Linked DNA regions of Mus musculus: region 1 is linked to region 2. The links are chromatin contacts, called in public HiChIP or PLAC-seq maps. All regions are on one chromosome and are shown on one strand. The core of a region is the stretch at or near the end of the contact, and the rest is flanking DNA. Distances in the headings are between cores, read along the strand shown.

Region 1 (4,641 bases), core at 1,154-3,653, 220 kb before region 2:
AAACCGGGGCTAATGCATATCCCCAGTTCTCTAGTCACTACACAGCTAGGTATTTGTGTGGAGTTTGTGGTTGGTTTGTTTGTTTGTTTTTATGATTTTTCTCTTCACAAGAATATAAGCCCTAGGAGTCAGGCACTGAGTGTCAGCCTTGATAATACCCACAGCCTCAGGAGCTGGTGTGAGACCTAGGCTGTAGTAGATGATCACTAAATATCTGTAGGTACAAAATCAAACAGTTCTTAGCTGGGGGTAAGGATGTGCTCACTGTACTACACTGTTAGAGAGCTGTCACTAGAGGAACATCAGGTTTTCTTTGATTAGGTTCATTAACAGTTTCGTTGTTTAGGAGAAGTGAGAAAGTGGGCTAATTGTATCTATCGATAGCAGAACTTGGAAGACGTTTCTAATGTCATGAAATAAGATGTAAAATTATCTCAACTCAAGGCAAGGAGAGTAAATGAATAAAGAGGCAAATTTGGAATGCCTATGTTTAGATTTACATCTCTGTTTCTCAGACTGAATGTAACAGCCAAGGGAAACAAAACAGCAGCAGACCTGTATGCAAGAGACTTGGGTTTATTGGCCGTGTGCTGATCTGAGCTCCCACAACTATATCCTTGTAGGATTTTAATGAAATCCCACCTCGGGTGTACATGGAAACCTCCTGGGGATGTAGCAAATTAACAAGCAAACGTACTGATGCTCGGGCCTCACCCTTGGGGGCTTTGATTATGCTTCGTTTTGGAAAGAAACTGTTTCATTTCATTTTGCTTTGGTCGCCAAGAAGATCTAACACAGAGCCTGGGATCGGAGCTTCTGCCTTGAGTGTGAACCCAGCATCCCAAATCTTTTCTTGTCTAGGATGTGGCGCATCCACTTGACCCTCAGTCATTCTTCCTTTGCCAATTTTCTCTCTTTCTCTCGATTCTTCTCATCTATATGCATTGTATGTTGTTTTCCATCTTTGTGAAGTCTCCATCCTGCACAGTCCCTTTCCTGACAAAAGAATTTGCCAGCCCCATGGTCTCCACTTCCTCCATTGGACCTCACTTCTTTCAGAGCTTCACCCTCCATTACTCCACCAACTTCGTTCTACAGGGATCTCTGTGACCTCTACGTTGCTAGATTTAGGGCTAAGTACAACTTACTGGCTATGGTGGCTTGAATGAGAATGTGTTGGACTAGTTGTTCCCCAGCTGAATTGTTTGGGAAGGATTAGGGAGTTATAGTCTTGTTGGAGGAGCTGTGACACTAGGCTGTGAGGTTTCAAAAAACTTGAGTCATTCCAGTGTGCCACCCTCTCTCTGCCATGTGGTTGTAGATCAAGATGTGAGCCTTCAGCTGTCATGGATTCTAAGAAACCATAAGCCCCAATAAACTCTTTATTCTAAAAGTTGCCTTGGCTACAGTGTCTTATCACCGCAATGGCTAAGTAACTAGGGCAATGGTTAAGGCCTAGCTTGAGAGTTTAACAAGCCTAAATTGGACTTATTCCAATTAGCTGTAGGGCTCTTCTGAAGGTTCAGTCTCATCTACAAAATGAAAGCCCTAGTTTCAGGCTCAGGATCTGGGAGAGCTTGTCCATGGATTAGTTCATTTCTCTGAGTGAGGAGGAGTTACTCTGAGAGGGTTTTGTAAGATTGCCTTCCAGACAGATCCCAACAGCTTAACATCTAAAACACAGCCCAGACTGACTACCAGTGCAGCAAGCTCAGAGCGTTCTACCAGCTATTTAGGCATGAAACACACAGGAACATCCTGCTTGAAACCATTGCTGTCCTGTTATTTTTAGCTCTGCCTTCTCTAACATGTTTTCTGCTGGAAGTCACGGAAGAATAGGCTGCACTCAGAACACAGTCCAAACTTCAATCTAGCCTGCCCACTCAGACAGCCTCAGCTCCTGTCATCCACTTCTAAACTTCTCTAGACAACCAAGCCCAGGCAGTCACAGTTTGAATGGCTCATGATGAATAATTGGTTCTCAACCAGTGGCACAAAAAGGATCTGGACCACGCTCGAGGAAGCAGGTCATTGACAGCCTCTTCCTCTGCCTGCTTTCGTTGTCTCTCTTTCTCTACATCCAATCCACCATGAGGTGAAGTTCTCCTCTACCACCAGTCATTCCTGTCAACGTGATGTTCTCCCCATGAATCCGGAGCTAAGCAACAGTGGACTGACTGAACCTCTGAAATCATGCTCCCCCATAAGTTGTAGTTTGGTCTCAAAAGGAATGAATAGGCTGTTCCACATGTGCACGAGAACCTCTGTATGAGAGGTTCCCACTGGGTAGGTGGATACCCTCTAACTCTCGGCTAACCACCTCCCCCTCATGCTGCCTCAGAGCCCTTCATCTTCTGTAGATTCTTCTGCATCACATTCCATCTCAGATCCTCATCTCTAACAATGTACACGTGTACATGTAGATAGGAATCTGCAGTTGATCTCAGAGCTTAATATATGTGTTATAGTGATACTTCCGTTTCTCTATCTAGGTTTTATGTTTTATGAGAACAGGATTTTACTCTTATTATTGGCTGTGCACTCCTGTGGCTTGGCATAGTCAAATATTCAGATTGTTTTCAAAGTGGCTAGTGAATAAAGTGAATAAAGGCATAAATGGTGAAGAGAGAATTCGATGTTGAAGGATAGCAAGTCTAGGTCACAGAGAGTGGCAGGAGAGGACAATGAACAATGCTCAGCCCTGAAATTACTAATCAGAAGTCCTTGGAACAAAAGAAAGAGGTCTGGGTCCATCAGGTGAAGAAAAGCTTTGGAACCATTTATTTGGTGCCACTTCTCTGTGCACCTGTTTTAGCACATGCCTCAGGAGGAAGTCATCCTAGTTTTCTTGCACAGTATAGAAAAACATAAATAATGCAATTCAGAGTTTGCAAAGTGAGTGATACAGAACCTGGTGTTTCTATCCTTAATTCTACCCACTCTCTAAGAGGCCCACCACCACTCCATCGAAATGTCGCTTCTACCTAGTTTGGCTACAAGAGGCATTTCCACTTACTTATGCTGAGACTCAGGACACCCTGGAGTTTTTAATGGACCCAAGGGAGGCGACTCAGCTGCTCAGTCCCTGGCCTTTGGATTCAAATTCTGGCTCTGCAACTTGCTGAGTGCCAGTCTGTAGGTTAAGAGTGGTGTCCCGCATCTGCTCAGGGCTCGGGCTTCTGGGCATGGTGGGATGTGGGAACTTTGACTGGCTTACCCCATACTACCACAGGGGCGGGGGAGGGGGCGGGTGTTGGGCTGTGAGAAGCTGCGGGATCCTGCTCTGGGGGTAAGGAAGCACAGTCTAAGGTACCTGTGGACTGCTGAAGTTGGCTCGGGGTCCCTGGGCCTGCACAGAGGCCAGGGACGGCAGGGTCTCGCTCTTGGGTACTGCAGATGCTACTGCTGCTGGATCTCGCAGAAGAGCTGAGAACAGAGTAGGGGGCCTGAGGGTGGGCTCTGGCCCAGGGCGAAGGAAAAGGGCAGGAGGAGGGTTCCGGCTGGTTACATCGAGGGGAGAGTCCTTGTCTTGCTCAGTGGCTAGCTTGGTTTGGGGTAAGCTGTGTCTGGAAATGCAGAGAGTTCTCCCGTGGGAAGTTAGGAGTGGCTCTTAGAGGAAGACCTGCTCCATTCGGGTCCAAGAAGAGGCAGTCCATGGTTTCAAGGCGTTTATTGTAGAGAGAGAGGGAGAGAGTAGAGAAATAGAGGTCAGCCATGGCCATGTGGAGAGGAGAGAGGGAATGTGAGAGAGGGGAAGCAAGAGAGAGAGAGTCAAGAGTAAGAGAGTAAGAGTGAAAGAGTAAGAGAAGGAGGAGGGGGCCAACAGCCCCTTTTATAGTGGGCTGGCCTACCTGGCTGTTGCCAAGTAACTGTGGGGAGGAACATACCTGGTTGTTACCAGGTAACTGTGGGGGTGGAGTCCAGGCAGAATACCAGGGACTTGGGGTGTTGCCCTATGTGACTGATGGCCACACCCCTCTCTACAGGAGGCTGTGGAGACTGTAGCTGTGAAAGGAGCCGGGGCCCAAGGGGCGTGGCCAAACACCTGATATTTCGTGTAGGTGATAAGTCACCCACGGGTCTCAGGGGTTCAAAGCATGCACTGGACCAGGGACCAGATTGTCTGTGCACAGCTCACTGCCCCACACCAGTCTGAATACATGAACTTCTTTAAGTCTTTTTATTTATGGTGGCACATGCCTTTAATCCCAGCACTTGGGAGGCAGAGGCAGGCAGATTTCTGAGTTCAAGGCCAGCATGGTCTACAGAGTGAGTTCCAGGACAGCCAGGGCTACAAAAAGAAACCCTGTTTCGAAAAAAACAAAAACAAAACAAACAAACAAAAAAATTAAGAATAGTCACTACTGAAGATGCTTCTACACAGTGAGTTGGTCAACTCATGTAAGGAGCTTAGCTTGAGCTTGTAAATAGTGGTCAACACTAATTCATCATTGCGAGGCCTTTCAAACACATTCAGTTGCCCTTTAGTCACCTTTGTAGTCATAGAAACATGTACTATGCCAACATGTGTATGGGGAGAAAACCAGAATTCGTTTTTAAAACCAGAAACTATTGCAGGGATATCAGTGACTTACAGAATGTTAAGAACTGATTAAATAGGCTTTGGAAAGAAGGGGTATG
Region 2 (4,609 bases), core at 1,460-3,959:
GAGTTGGCTGCCTGGACAGTTCCCCCCAAGTTTCTCTATAATGTTAGAGTATTTTCAGCCTTCTGGCCCAGAATATCTGACAATCCTTTTTGTGAAGCAGGAATTATGAAAGACTGACTACCTTGTCTTTTCAAAGCTCAGCAGTTGACTTTCCTGGGTTTCATTTGTACAGTTTGGACAGCATTTTGTCTTCAGTTGAAGCAATGGGAGATTTTTGTCTAGTGGCAGTTTGTCATATTTGAAGCGAAGTCCATAAAGAGATTCTTTGATACTCATCATCTTCTTTGACGTCAAATGGGGGTGCTGCCAGGAACTGACATATCTCATTGTTCCCCCAAAAGCCTTAAATTAATAAAAACGTCTTTAGAAGCCAAATTCTGTAGGTCTCTGAGGTTTTTGAAGACCATCTATCTATGGTATATCTGAATAGGCAAATGTTGCTTGTTTCTAGCTATTTACTACCTGTTCAACTTTAGAAACATATTTTTGTAGTAGACTAACATCTAACAAGACCATAAGTTTGACTGATTAACTATTAACTTGCATCACATAATTATCCTAAATAGTTTGTAATAGCAGCTTATAAAAACTAGAATTAAACTTTGTACTTTTTAAATGTTCTAAATAGGTCCAATACCTTAGACAAGAGTTGAAACATAAGGTGCATAGTATGATGTAACAAAATAACCGCTACCACTGCCACATCCTGTCCTATACAAAAAGCCCTGAGACAGGCCCAGCTCCAGCAGAGCACAGCTACCTTCCCTCTACTCTAGCATTTGAAAGAGCTACGGTTGAGATGAACTGTGTTTCCATATCACTGCCCTTTGCTTCTGTCCCTAGGCGATCTACAAAATGGTTTCCTCTGTCATGAAAATGCCTGAAGATGAATCAACCCCAGAGAAAAGGACAGAAAAGATCTTCCGCCAGATGGATACCAATAGAGATGGTAAGAGGCTGAGGGCTTTGTGTGGGCCAGGCTGCTGGATGTCAGCCATGGGTGTGATCTGTGAGAGCCACCTGGGCACAAAGGAACAGAAGCATGTGGACTCTGGAGCTGGTCCCAGTCTCAGGGGAAAGCCTTATTTTCTAGGCCCTTCTATCCTCCCATGTTATCTCTACTCCTTCCTCAGAATAGCATGGCTCCTCTGAAGCAGAAATAAAAGGACCCAAGAAGCCATTGAGTCAGGATAGGCCTTCCCCAGAAGGCTGGATCCAGTGTGTAGTTGGAGTATGTCAAAAGGCTCAATGCTTCTTACCAACCCCAACAGCTTTCATCCCAACCTGCTTGAGAGGTCGTATGAGCATGCTCCAAGATGCTGAGTCCAAGTGAAACCCCCAAGTAGTGGGAAGCAAGTAGAGGGTTGGAGTGAGTGGTCAGCAGGTTACTATTGAGTAGAGGGTGCTGTCCCAAAGCAAAATGTAACTAGCAGATGTGCAAGCCAAGTGGAAAGGAAAGTTGTACTTCAAACAAAATAGACAAGTCTGGTATGGTGACTCAGGACAACCACAAGCTTGAGGGCAGCCTGGGCTACATAAGGAACCCTTATCTATGAAATAAGTAAATAAATAGGAGTTCTGCATGTCAGGCTGCCAAGTAGGATACAGGAGGCCCAAGCAATTGAGAAATAATGGCTTCTTTTTGGCATATCTATGTCTGCATGCAATATTTGGGACATATTTATGCTAAGGAGTTGCTTGTTATTCAGTTGAAATTCAAAGTTAATTTAGCATCCTTATTTTTCTTGCCGAATCTTGAAATGTTATCCAGAAATGGTACCCAAGTCTTCAGTGCTCAGTCAAGGCTGACCCATGCTGTCCAAGGCTTCACAGCTCTTTAAACAAACACGTATTTACTATTTATGGGCATGTCCTTGCATACCTGTGTGAATTTATTCGAACCACATATATGCACAACAGAGGTCACAGTTCCCTGAACTGGCTCCAGGTGGTTATGATCTACCCAATGTGAGTGCTGAGAATCAAACACTGGCCTTCTGCCCGATGAGTAAGTGCTCTTGACCACTAAGCCATTTCTCCTGCCAACTCACTTTTAAAACGTAAATTTTATTTTCTTTATTATTACTGTGCATAATGTTACATGTATTATTACATGACCTGGTGCATACATGGAGGTCAGAAGACAACTTAATGGAGTCCATTTTCCCCCTTCTCCTTTATATAGATTCTAGGGATCAAATTCAGGTGGTCTGGTTTAGGCAGCACATACTTTTACCCATGGAGTCATGTCTCCAGCCCCAGATCTTCACTCTTGATATTTAGCAAGTCTAGTCAGCGGTGTAAAAATGGACCACTCCCTTGTGATATGCATTATAGAAGACTCTGCATAGAGCAAGCCTCTTTCTGCATGCACACGTGGGGTGCCAGGTCCCTGAGAATCTCGGTTTGTGTGGTGCAAGCCAATCTGTTGGCTGTGTTTCCTCTATGAACTTGCATGGCATCCTCTGACATCCTGTTTCCCCTCTGGAGCCTTGATTCTCAGCAGTTTGTTTTGCAAAGTTTAAACAAACATGGGATTGTTTTAACAGTTAATGGACTTGCTGATGTTGAAGCTCAGGTTTTGATAGTCTAGGGAACATAATGGCTTTAAGACCCAATCTCCTCCTTAGAGGAGTACTGAAGGATGAGAGACAAGACACCTTCAGATGTGTGGCTCACAGGCAGTGCCAGGGCTTTTCCACTGGAGATGTTTCTACAGATGGAAGGGCCCTGGCTGGGTTCCCATTCCCAATGGACAGCTGACTACCACTGTCCTGGGCTTTGCTAAAGCAAGATTTGTTTAAATAAAGGAAGCTATGGGGATGGAAGCAGCCAGGGAAGGAGGGGGACAGACTGTTGAACACCCAGGAGACTCTCTGCTTTGGCTCAGGGCTTGGCTTCAGGGCCTCAACTCTGAGGCCCCAGTCCCTTCCCACCAGAAGCAGACCTGGCTTCGTGTAAAGCCTGCTCCCATCAGTCTTGTTAGTCAACAGTCTTTGTGTTTCACTGCTAGTCTCTGCCATGAAAAGTCTGTCCCTACATAAGGCAAGTCACTATGGAGTCTGTGTAAGAGGCAGAGAGTACATGTTGAGCTCTAAGTGCTCCATGGCTTGTGGTTTCCAGTGCCTGTGCCTGCAACTTTGATGTGTTTAAGTGGAGCTTTGGCCCCCAAACCCCCATTCTCATCCTGAAGTGCCAGTGGAGGTAGCTTGGAAGAGCAGCTAAGGTGGTACTGAAGTGCACAGGCCTCACGGAGCCTGACAGCCGGGTGCCTGTCCTTGGAAGAACAAACAGGGCTAAGTCTCCAGGAAAGGAAAGAGGACAGAGCTAGGTAAAGGGACCCAGCTGTTCTAGTCCAATTTATCATTGTATGGATCACTTTAACGAGTCACTGTGGAAGTACAGGAATGGGGAAAGCCACCATCACCCATATCTCCACAATGACAGTGACAGAGGACCTTTACTGGAAAACAGTTAGGCAGAAGGATGGGGGGGGGGGCAAAGTAATAGATCTGGAGTCATGAGGAAGCTTTGACTACATAGTGAGGCTCCGTGTCAAAAAATAAATAAAAAAGAAGGAAGGAAGGAAAGGGAGGGAGGGAAGGAAGGAGGGAGGTGGTGCAGTGAGAGAACAAATCCCTGACTTCTTTCTCAAGCCACCTGGGTTGAGGGACCAGTGGGTCACCCTCTGTCTAGCTCACACTCCTTTATTCTCCTGGCTTTGGATGAAGATGCTACTATCTTCAAAAAGTGGTTTAAAAAAAAAAAAGAGCCTACAGTTTTGCTCTGCCCACCTAAGGAGCAGGTTATCTGTGAACCTGAGTACACCAGTGTGGAGTGGCTCAAGAGCCTGGCACACTCAGATGAGCTGGGGCTGCTCTTTTCCCAGGGTGGGTAGAGGCAGAAAGGCTACTAGGGCAGAGATTTAGGCCAGGGTGAGCCAGTACCCTCCCCAAGCCTGGGATCTTGTCTTGGAAGTGGTGTTGAACGGCCCTGTGCACTGAGTCAGGTGGGGGATGTCTGAGTTAAGAGAGAAGTGGGGATCCTGCCTCATGGTCTACCCAGCCTCTACTGAGGAAGCCACAGGCTTCTGTTGCTCCCAACACTGGCCGGCACTCATTCACCCTCTTGTTTCCTAGGAAAGCTCTCCCTGGAAGAATTCATCCGAGGGGCCAAAAGCGACCCATCCATTGTGCGTCTCCTGCAGTGTGACCCCAGCAGTGCCGGCCAGTTCTGAGCCCTGCACCCCCAGGACGCTACAGCTGCTTGTGTCCCTCCTGATTAGCTTTTAAACTTACTTCGGTTTTTGTTTTTGCCAAACAATATTGATGGTGACACTGTGCCCTCTTCAGTCAGATGTGCCCTCCTGTGACACTTTTGCCCCTTGCTTCTTTCATGGTGGATGTGAATGCCCAGAGCCCACGTGCTTGTGGAGAGCATGCACAGACTTCGTGGTGTTCCCCAGTGGATGGCTTTTTTAATCATCTTTTTTTTCCCCTTTGATTCTAATGTCTCTATCTTAAAACCTAAGCCCTGAGGGGCAAGACAAGGGAAGTACATTCAGCCCGGGGCTTCTTCTGCAAGCTTCCAGGGGCTTTGTTTGAAATAC

What was found. HiChIP or PLAC-seq counts read pairs in DNA pulled down with a chosen protein or histone mark.
Region 1: a contact with region 2 is called in an H3K27ac HiChIP or PLAC-seq map of T-cell acute lymphoblastic leukemia, with 2.1 times the contacts expected there. The contact joins two enhancer-like sites. A contact is called at or near these places in 1 of 39 promoter capture datasets (embryonic stem cells), 3 of 484 Hi-C or Micro-C datasets (embryonic stem cells and myocytes), 1 of 115 datasets of contacts at active chromatin or transcription factors (T-cell acute lymphoblastic leukemia) and 1 of 9 other capture datasets (embryonic stem cells).

The regions. Positions count from the first base shown.
Region 1 is chr15:37,591,638-37,596,278 of GRCm38.p6, reverse strand. It overlaps a transcript of Ncald not described here. Among named protein-coding and RNA genes, the nearest start is that of Gm24833, 9.6 kb to the left of the region's middle. Within about 2 kb of position 2,403, at least 8 of the 459 cell types and tissues checked have an H3K27ac peak or open chromatin away from gene starts, as enhancers often do. A contact at or near this core is called in T-cell acute lymphoblastic leukemia, where this site is marked.
Region 2 is chr15:37,368,456-37,373,064 of GRCm38.p6, reverse strand. It overlaps Ncald (neurocalcin delta), which reads left to right. Exons shown (of 4, transcript NM_001170868.1): 3 at 844-949; 4 at 4,140-4,609. The coding sequence ends at 4,237. Among named protein-coding and RNA genes, the nearest start is that of 4930447A16Rik, 55 kb to the left of the region's middle. Within about 2 kb of position 2,709, at least 8 of the 459 cell types and tissues checked have an H3K27ac peak or open chromatin away from gene starts, as enhancers often do. A contact at or near this core is called in T-cell acute lymphoblastic leukemia, where this site is marked.